2 separate regions of the Anser cygnoides genome follow, and region 2 is linked to region 1. Evidence: chromatin contacts called from public Hi-C data. All regions are on one chromosome and are shown on one strand. Each heading gives the region's core, a stretch centred on a gene start, on an enhancer-like site or on the middle of the called end of the contact. The rest is flanking DNA. Distances are from core to core; before and after follow the strand shown. Region 1 has its middle 66 kb from the start of IRF8. Region 2 holds the start of FOXF1 (forkhead box F1).

The links. A called contact is a pair of places that touch in the nucleus more often than the background predicts.
Region 2: a Hi-C map of liver shows a contact between it and region 1, with 4 times the contacts expected there. The contact joins the promoter of FOXF1 here to the enhancer-like site in region 1. A contact is called at or near these places in 4 of 7 Hi-C or Micro-C datasets (fetal liver, granulosa cells and liver).

The regions. Positions count from the first base shown.
Region 1 is chr12:2,917,766-2,921,686 of Taihu_goose_T2T_genome, reverse strand. No RefSeq gene overlaps it. Among named protein-coding and RNA genes, the nearest start is that of IRF8, 66 kb to the right of the region's middle. Within about 2 kb of position 2,161, at least 1 of the 3 cell types and tissues checked has open chromatin away from gene starts, as enhancers often do. A contact at or near this core is called in liver, where this site is marked.
Region 2 is chr12:3,079,749-3,083,669 of Taihu_goose_T2T_genome, reverse strand. It overlaps FOXF1 (forkhead box F1), which reads right to left and starts at 2,000. Exons shown (of 2, transcript XM_048075143.2): 1 at 846-2,000. The coding sequence starts at 1,908.

The DNA.
Region 1 (3,921 bases), core at 912-3,411:
TTTTCACAGAGCTGTTCCCAAAGATTCCCAAAGATTAATTTCTTTCTAAAGCCCATTCTGAAATTGTGGACACTGTGATCCTGCTATTTCCCAGCACAGCTTGACTCCCTCAAGTTCATAACTCCTCCTGTTGCAGGCTAGCAACAAACCCACCCCAAAAAGCCCAGCATCCCAGGCTCTCCATGCAAATCATACAAGCCCCAGGTCCGTGGTCACGGTGGGAGAACTGTGCTGGATCCTTTCCAGGTTGCTGGCATATAAAAAAAATAAGAATAAAAGAAAAGCATGCAAAGCACACCAAGCATCTCCCTTAAGTCACAGAGCAGGGCACTTCTGGAGAGCTCAGGGCTTCCAGGCACCCAGGGGGAGCAGGCAGAGCGGGGTCCCAGGGACCAAGCTGTCACCTCTTGCCAAGACCATGTCCCCACCAGCCTGGTTCTGACAAACCACAGGCACCAAGGGCTTGATGAACCAGGGGTGTGGTGGTTCCCAGGTCAGGAATGGTCCTTCTGGGGAATTTTGAAGCCTTAAGAGGAGTCAGATTTGCATTATATCAGAGTTTATCTCTTTTCTTTTTTTCTTTGGGGTCAGTGTTACCACAATGAAAAAGTGGGGATGGAAAATCATCATTCTCCTTCCTAATCCCATGGACACAAAACCTTCTGACAGATGGCTGCAGAGGCCAAGAGAAGATCTTATAAAGAAGATGCTGCTGCAGAGAAAAAGGATGGCTTAAAGGACGGTGCAAACTTGTGAGAAACACCTGGAACAAGGCAAGGGATGGGGAAAATACGCTACCCGCGATGCTCCCCTCTTTCAGAGTTTGTTTTCACTATTTGAAATATCACCATCACAATATCACTTTAATTACAGAACTCATAGCTATTTGCTCAGGGATTCACCAAAATAAAGGCATAGCCTTCTCTGCATAGCCTTCACTCAACCTAAAGCCGCACTCAGCAAAAGTGCAGAGGTAGGCACAGCCGTTGGTTTCAGTGCTCGGTGCCAGCAGTTCAGTGCCACTGTCAACCAGCATCAAAAGAAAACGAAAGAAAAACCCCAAATCTTCGAGGATATCCACCTGGTAAGCATAACACATGGCCTGGGGCCACCGGGGCTCAGGGCAGCCAGAGCAGGAGTTGGTGGGAAATGCCCCACGGAGCTCATGAGCCCATCAGCGTGGGCTCACATTTCCCATCGTCTCAGTTTTCCAACCAAAACCAGGTCTTATTCTACCCACAGCAGGGTTAGGGGGGTATTGCAAGGCAGGGAGCATCAGGGCGGCGTGAGCAGCCGCCGAAAGCTGGTTCCCCTGGGGGTCATTACACCCCCACAGCACCTGATAGCTCCGAGGGAGCTTCAAGTGCCCTTTCAGCACACCCCGTCTCCACCAACACCTCCATCCCAAGGCACTCTTTTATCAGGTCTCCTTGCTTTTATTTCAAATACGGTGGTTTTTTTCTACACCCCTTCTTCCCTCCCTCCTTTTTAGGAACCAATAATTACTTTTTATCTCATTTTCAAGAAACACACCTGAGCTTTCCAGAAAATTGCTGATAAATATCATTTCTAGGGATTTTTTTTTTTTTTTTTGAGGGGGGCTGGCGCTTTTATCTGAGTTTTACTTTTTGGCAGGAAAAAAAAATTGCTGCTGCCCCCAGCTGGAGCTCTTTGGGAATAGCATGGAAGAGTTGCATCCCACCGGGCACGCTTACAGTTTTTCATCCCTGCTCGTCGTAGTTAGCTGAAAACAAAGTGAAAACTGGCTTGCTTCTTGGAGGCACGGAGCAAAAGTCTTTGAGATCTGATGGATTTTGCTTCAGCTGGCTCCCTCGGTGCCAGTAACTTAGCCCGGAGATAAACAAATAAAATACAACCCCAGACGTAATTTCACCAGTTAAAACGGGAGCTCTGAGCGAGGGAAAGTTTAGAGGGTCAAAAGCGCCCTGAGGAATTCCCTCTTGTGCATGATCTTTAAGCGAAACTTATCGAATTTGGAGAAATAGGATAAATAAAACGCAGGGTTGTCTCTACTGTGATGAATTTATCTACTAAAGGGGGAGAGCTGTGAATTTGAGAGCGCTCAGAAATCTCGCTGGGGGTGGCAGAGGCTGACGTTGCTTTTCCTGGAGCTCGGTGAGAGCTTTCTGGGCTCCCCAAGCACCGCAGGGCAGCACCTTGCTCCCAGCTGCAGCCAGCGGTGCCCCAAAAACCCAGCATTTCTCCCAAGGCGTGAAGCTCAGCTCAATTTTCTGGGACGGATTTACGACGAGGGGGGAGCGTTGCTTCATGCTGCATGCGGGACGGGCACGGCAGCCCCTCCACAAGCCCACCCGACACCCAGGCCGGGTGATTTATGCCCCGAGCAGCCGAGGTTCCAGATTAATGCCCCAGCTAGTTTGCAGCAATGCCACTCAAGATAATTTTTGATTTAATCCATGCCACATGAGGCAGTGGCGGAGCTGACCCTTGGCTTTTAACCCAAAGACCTTTGCTGTTCTGGCTGAAGGAACTACTGTCTGTCCCCTGATAACCCCCGTGACACGGCTCAGCTGGGTTTAATATTGCCTGCTGTTGTTTATTGATAAAGGGGCAGAATCTGCGGGTCACGTTAGCAGCTAGGCGAGAGCACCCGTGTGATGCACGGTGCCTAACCCAGCCCCAGGCGCTGCGATTTGGGGACGGGGGGGGACATGGGGACGTCGCCACCAGCAGGTTCCTCACTGGGACAATTCCTACCTGTGGTGACAGCGGGGAGGAGGAGGAGACCCTCAGATCCCAACCATGGGCACTGAAGCAGATTTAGGGGCTCCAGCTTCTCCTGCTCTCTCCTGTCCCCTGAGGCTCTTAAAACAGCTTGTCTCCAGAAGTATCCCTGTGTCTCAAAACCCTCTCCTGAACCACAGCGGGCATGGATCTTATCTGGCTCCATCCCACACTGCCACAGACCAGGGTTTGCTGGGCTGGAAGGCAAAGTAACAGCCTCTGTTTTAAATCTGCTTCTTTTCCTGCCAGCTTGAAGCGAATTTGGCTTTTCCAAGCCAGAAACGTCACTGCCTGCTGCACCAGGAGGGTTTGCAGCCCAGCTGCGGGCAAGCTCCCTCACGTGCCTTGCACTTGACTTTCCCCAAGGCTTCATGAATTAACGCCTGCTTGTAAGTATTCCTAAGGAAAACCACAGCCCTGGGAGCCTGGTTCCTGCCCCGTAACACCTCACTCAGAACCACCTCGGGTGTCAAACCTCAGCATCGCAGGGAGCCTTAGCATGGGAGAAAAGAGAACAAAACCAAAAAAAAAAAAAACTAACTGATGCTCAGAAAGACCAGGAATCCGCCAAGAAAGAAAGGGGCTGCCCGGGGGAGCAGGCTGATGGATGGGAGAGAAGAATTCGGGTGTCACCCACCCCTCGCCTCAGCAGAATTTATGGCTCCCCTTCCCCAAAGCCCCCCGGTGATGGATTTGGGTGAGCAGCCCTGCTCCCCGCGGGAACCAGGAGCCTGCAGAGCGCCGGCAGTGTGTGGGGGATGGATGCGGCCCCCGATAACAGGCCCGGCTTTATCTCCAGCAGAATTTTAGGCTAATCTGGGCTTTTAGAGAGAAATGTGTTTGGCAGAAGCCTGGACGAGCACGCAGGTGGCTGCAGGGAGGGATGCTCGGTGGGTTTCGGGGGGGCTGGAGCATCGGGGGGGGGGGTCCCTGCAGGTCGCGGGGAGGGCAGGCAGAGGAAGGGCTGCATTTTGGCCATCTCTGCTGTACCTGGCGTGCAGATAATGCTGGACAGGAGACATCTGTGCATGGGGCTGTCAGTCCATCCCCGCCCGGCAGGTTGGCAGGCAGGAGATAAGCTGCTGACAGCCTTTAAAAGGGAGCACATGCAAAGCTTTCCAAACGTCGGGTTGAAAAAAACACGGTCTTTATTGA
Region 2 (3,921 bases), core at 751-3,250, 160 kb before region 1:
CCGAAAACACGACACCCCCCCCCCTCCGGGCCAGGGCAAAGCCTCCTCCGGGCAGCAGCAGCGGGGCTGCGGGGGGGCCGAGGCCGGGCCGAGGCTGCGGGGCGCGGGGAGCCCCAGCCTCCGACTTCCGCATGGGCGGAGGAGCGGAGGCCGGAGGGAGGCGGCGGGCCTGGAAAACACAGCCCCGAGGAAAACACAGCCCCGGCAGGAGCGGGTCGCGGGGGCGGTGGGGGCCGGAGTCGGGAGGAACCGGGTGGCGGGCACCCCGGTGGGGAAATCCCCCCCATTTCTCCCTCCGACGTCGCTGGGAGCCTCCGGAGCCCTCGATAACCCTAACCCTAAGGCCTCGATAGAGGTTGAAGACCGGAGCCGAGCTCCCCGTCAGTCGCTGTGGGGCTGCCGGCACCCCTTCGTCCTCCCCCCTCGCCCCTTCCCTGCCCCGTCCCCACCGCTCTGCCCTCTCCTACCTATTCGCTCCGAGCCCCGGCACCCCCGGCACCCATCCCGGGCCTCACCTTCCCGCAGCCCCGCTCCTGCCCGAGCCCACCAGTCCTAGGCCCGGGGCAGCCCCCGGGGGAGCGGAGCCCGGGGCTCGGCGGCTCCCGGCCCCGCAGCAGCGACGGGGCGAACCCCGACGGCACGAACCGCCCGGGCAGCATCACCGTGGAGCCGGCCGGTTCCCCCGGGAAAGGAGGCGAGGAGCGAGGGCACGGCGGCCTCTCCCGCGGCGGGGGGATGCCTAAAAACGGTCCCCGACCCCCTTCCCTCCCCCAGCTCCGCCGGCAGCCCCCGGCCGAGCCGTCGCGGCGGGCTCGGGGCTCTCCCCACGCGTGTCCGCGCCTCACCTTGCAGCTCGGCGGTGTTGTGGCTGTTCTGGTGCAGGTAGGACTGGTCGAGGGAGTGCGTGGAAAGGCTGGAGGAGAGCGGGTTGGCCGTGGGGTTGCAGGGCGACAGCGGCTGCTGCTTGATGTAGGAAGCTCCCGTGTTCAAGGCGGCCGAAGCGGAGGGAGCCCAAGCCGAGGCCGAGCTGGAGTAGACCGAGTGCGGCTCCATCACGCCGCCGCCGGCGAGCAGCGGGGAGGCGGGCACGGAGCCGTCGTGGTGCGGGTATTCCCCCGCCGAGGAGCCGGTGCAGCCGCCCATGTAGGAGTGCCCGCCGTTAGCGGGCAGGTGGGGCACTGAGTGGCCGGCCAGCCCCATCCCGTCCACGTTGCCGGCCAAGTGGCCGTTCATCATGCCCAAGCCCCCCTCGAGGGAGAGGCTGTTGGGGGGGCACGAGAGCCCTCCGGCCGAGCCCTGGAAGCTGTAGCTGTCGGGGAGGTGGTTGAAGCTGAGCCCGTTCATCATGCTGTACATGGGTTTCAGCGCCTGGCATTTCCTCCTGAAGCCTCGGGGCCGGCGGCGGAACGAGCCCTCCTCGAACATGAACTCGCTGGCGGGGTCGATGGTCCAGTAGTGGCCCTTGCCCGGGCGGCCCAGCCCTTTGGGCAGCTTGATGAAGCACTCGTTGAGCGAGAGGTTGTGGCGCACCGAGTTTTTCCAGCCCTGGTAGGAGCCGCGGAAGAAAGGGAAGCGGCTCTGCAAGAACTGGTAGATCTCGCTCAGGGTCAGCCGCTTGGAGGGCGAGCTCTGGATGGCCATGACGATGAGGGCGATGTAGGAATAGGGCGGCTTCTCCGGCCGCCGGATCCCCGCGTTCGTTTTCTTCGCTTTAGGGCCGCCGCCGCCGCCCGCCGCTCCGCCGCTGCCCGCAGCGCTGCCGGCCGGCCCGGGGGGGGCCCCGGGGGCGGCGTCCATGGCCGAGCTCTGCGGCTGCTTCTCGGCCACGGAGGACATGGGGCCGTAGCTGCTGTGCGCCGGAGGAGGAGGGGGCTGAGAGGACAGAGCCTGCTGCGCTTCTGCAGTCATCTACGGCCAGGTCCGCGGCGGCCAGCCCCGGCCCTCCTCCGCCACCCCCCCCCGCGCACCCCCCCAAAAGGCCACGCTGCTGGGGGCTCGCCGCGACGGCCCCCCCCCCCCCCTTCCCTGTGCCCCCCTTCCTCCTCCTCCTCCTCCTCCTCCTCCCGGCGGGGTTTGTTTCCACCGGGAGACTTCACCCCTCGGCGGCTAAACAAATGGCAGCGACCCCCCCCCCCCCCCCTTTTCCCTCCTCCTCCCACTTTATCCCTAAATCCGAGCCCGGCGAGCGAGAGGCGGAGGGCTGGGGGGGAGGCAGCCGGGGCGGGGGGGGGGGGGGGGGGGGAGAAAGAAGCCGGGCTCGGTGCTCGGAGGGAGAAGCCGCCCCCTCCGCTGCCCCCCGGGCTGCCACCGCCGCCGTCCGCGTCCCGCCGGGCCCCCCCCCCCCCGTTTAGCTGGGCCGGTGCCTCGGGGAGCTGCTTCCCATCGCCGTGCCTGCCGAGTCTGCCCCCGGCCCCGCCGCTCGCCTTTTACTTTTTATCTCTCGCCGCGGCCGTCTGCCGCTCCTTGACAGACGTAAGAGCGCCCCAGCATCTCCCCGCCCCGAGCGGCTCCCCCACGCCCTCCCGGGCGGCCCCCTCGGCCCTGTCCCGGCCCCCCTCCGCCGCCCGCTCCCCGCCGGGGGGCAGCTTTTAAAGAGCCCTTTCCGCGCCGCCCCTGCCGCATCCCCGCCTGCACAGCGGGGGGGGGGGGGCTTTGCCACGCGTGACCGCGGCCGTGCGTGGGGGGTCCCCCTTTGCAGCCCCCCCCGCCCTGCCCCATTTCCACCCCCCCCCCCCAAATTCCCACCGTCACCATCACCCCCCACCACCACCACCAAGAGCCTCCTCTGCTGGAAACCACGGGGGGGAGTGGGAAGGGCCCCACGCGTGTCGCGGGGAAAGGGGCCGGGACGCGGCAGGCCGGGCCCGCGGGGGCAGCGCGCAACTTCCGCGGGGCGCGCAGGGAAGCGGCGGCCGCTCCCCGGGGGCTCGGCGCAGCGCGGAGCTTCACCCACTTTAAACCCCCTCTTCGTGCGCTCTTTTAAGCTCGGCGGGCCCGGGCAGGATGTTTATACTGCGCAATGTAAACACGGGCTCGGGGGTGCTTTAATAAAAAGAAATCGGCGAAAAGTCCCCGCTGCCGCGCGAAATGCCCTTCCCTGCCTCCGCCGCCGGTCCCGGGATGGGAAAGGGCTTCGGCCCCCTCGCCCTCTCCGAGGTTTCTTTAGGGTTGGGTTGTTTGGGGTTGTTTTTCTCTCTTTTTTTTTTTTTTTTTTTTTTTTGGGGGGGGGGGGGGATGTTGTGTATAAATCTGTGCTGAACGTTTGCTGTTGAATGCCAGGAGCCTGATGCTCAGCTCCGTCGGATGCCACAGGCACACACACACATGCGAGGGGTGGGGGGGGGGGGGTGGAGGGGAAGGAGAATGGGAAGGAATAGTCCTCAGCCCCCCTTTTCTCCTCCTACCCCTTCCAAAAAAAAAAAAAAAAGCTCCTGTGAGCATCTTCCCATCGGGAGAGCTGTCACTCGCTCATCAAGGTAAGTCCCTTTAAAGCTTTGTCACCTTCTTGCTCGTGGAAATCTGCGCTCCGGGGGGGTGCCGGGCGGGTGGGGGGCACGGCTGCAGGAATCCGGGCTTTGCCGGCTGCTGGCTAGGAGCGGAGCAGATGTGCTGGCTGCTGCGGCGTTCTCGCTCTCAAGATTGGGGAAAGGAAGAGAGAAAGGAAGGAAAAAAAAAAAAAGAAAAAAGAAAAAAGAAAAAACTGCCCCCCCCCCCCTTGCAGGCCGCACCGCAGGGCTGTGGGTCTGCCCCGCTACAGCCTGCGCAGTGAGAGAGGGGATCCCCCAAAACCCCCGTCCTCCAGATTCGCTTTTAACGTGTTTTTTTTTTTTTTTATGATAATTTAATACCTTTTAAAGGAAAGATAGATACCGATCGGGTTTCCAAACTCCCTTCGCGTTATTCGCGGGCAGTTGTTAGCAG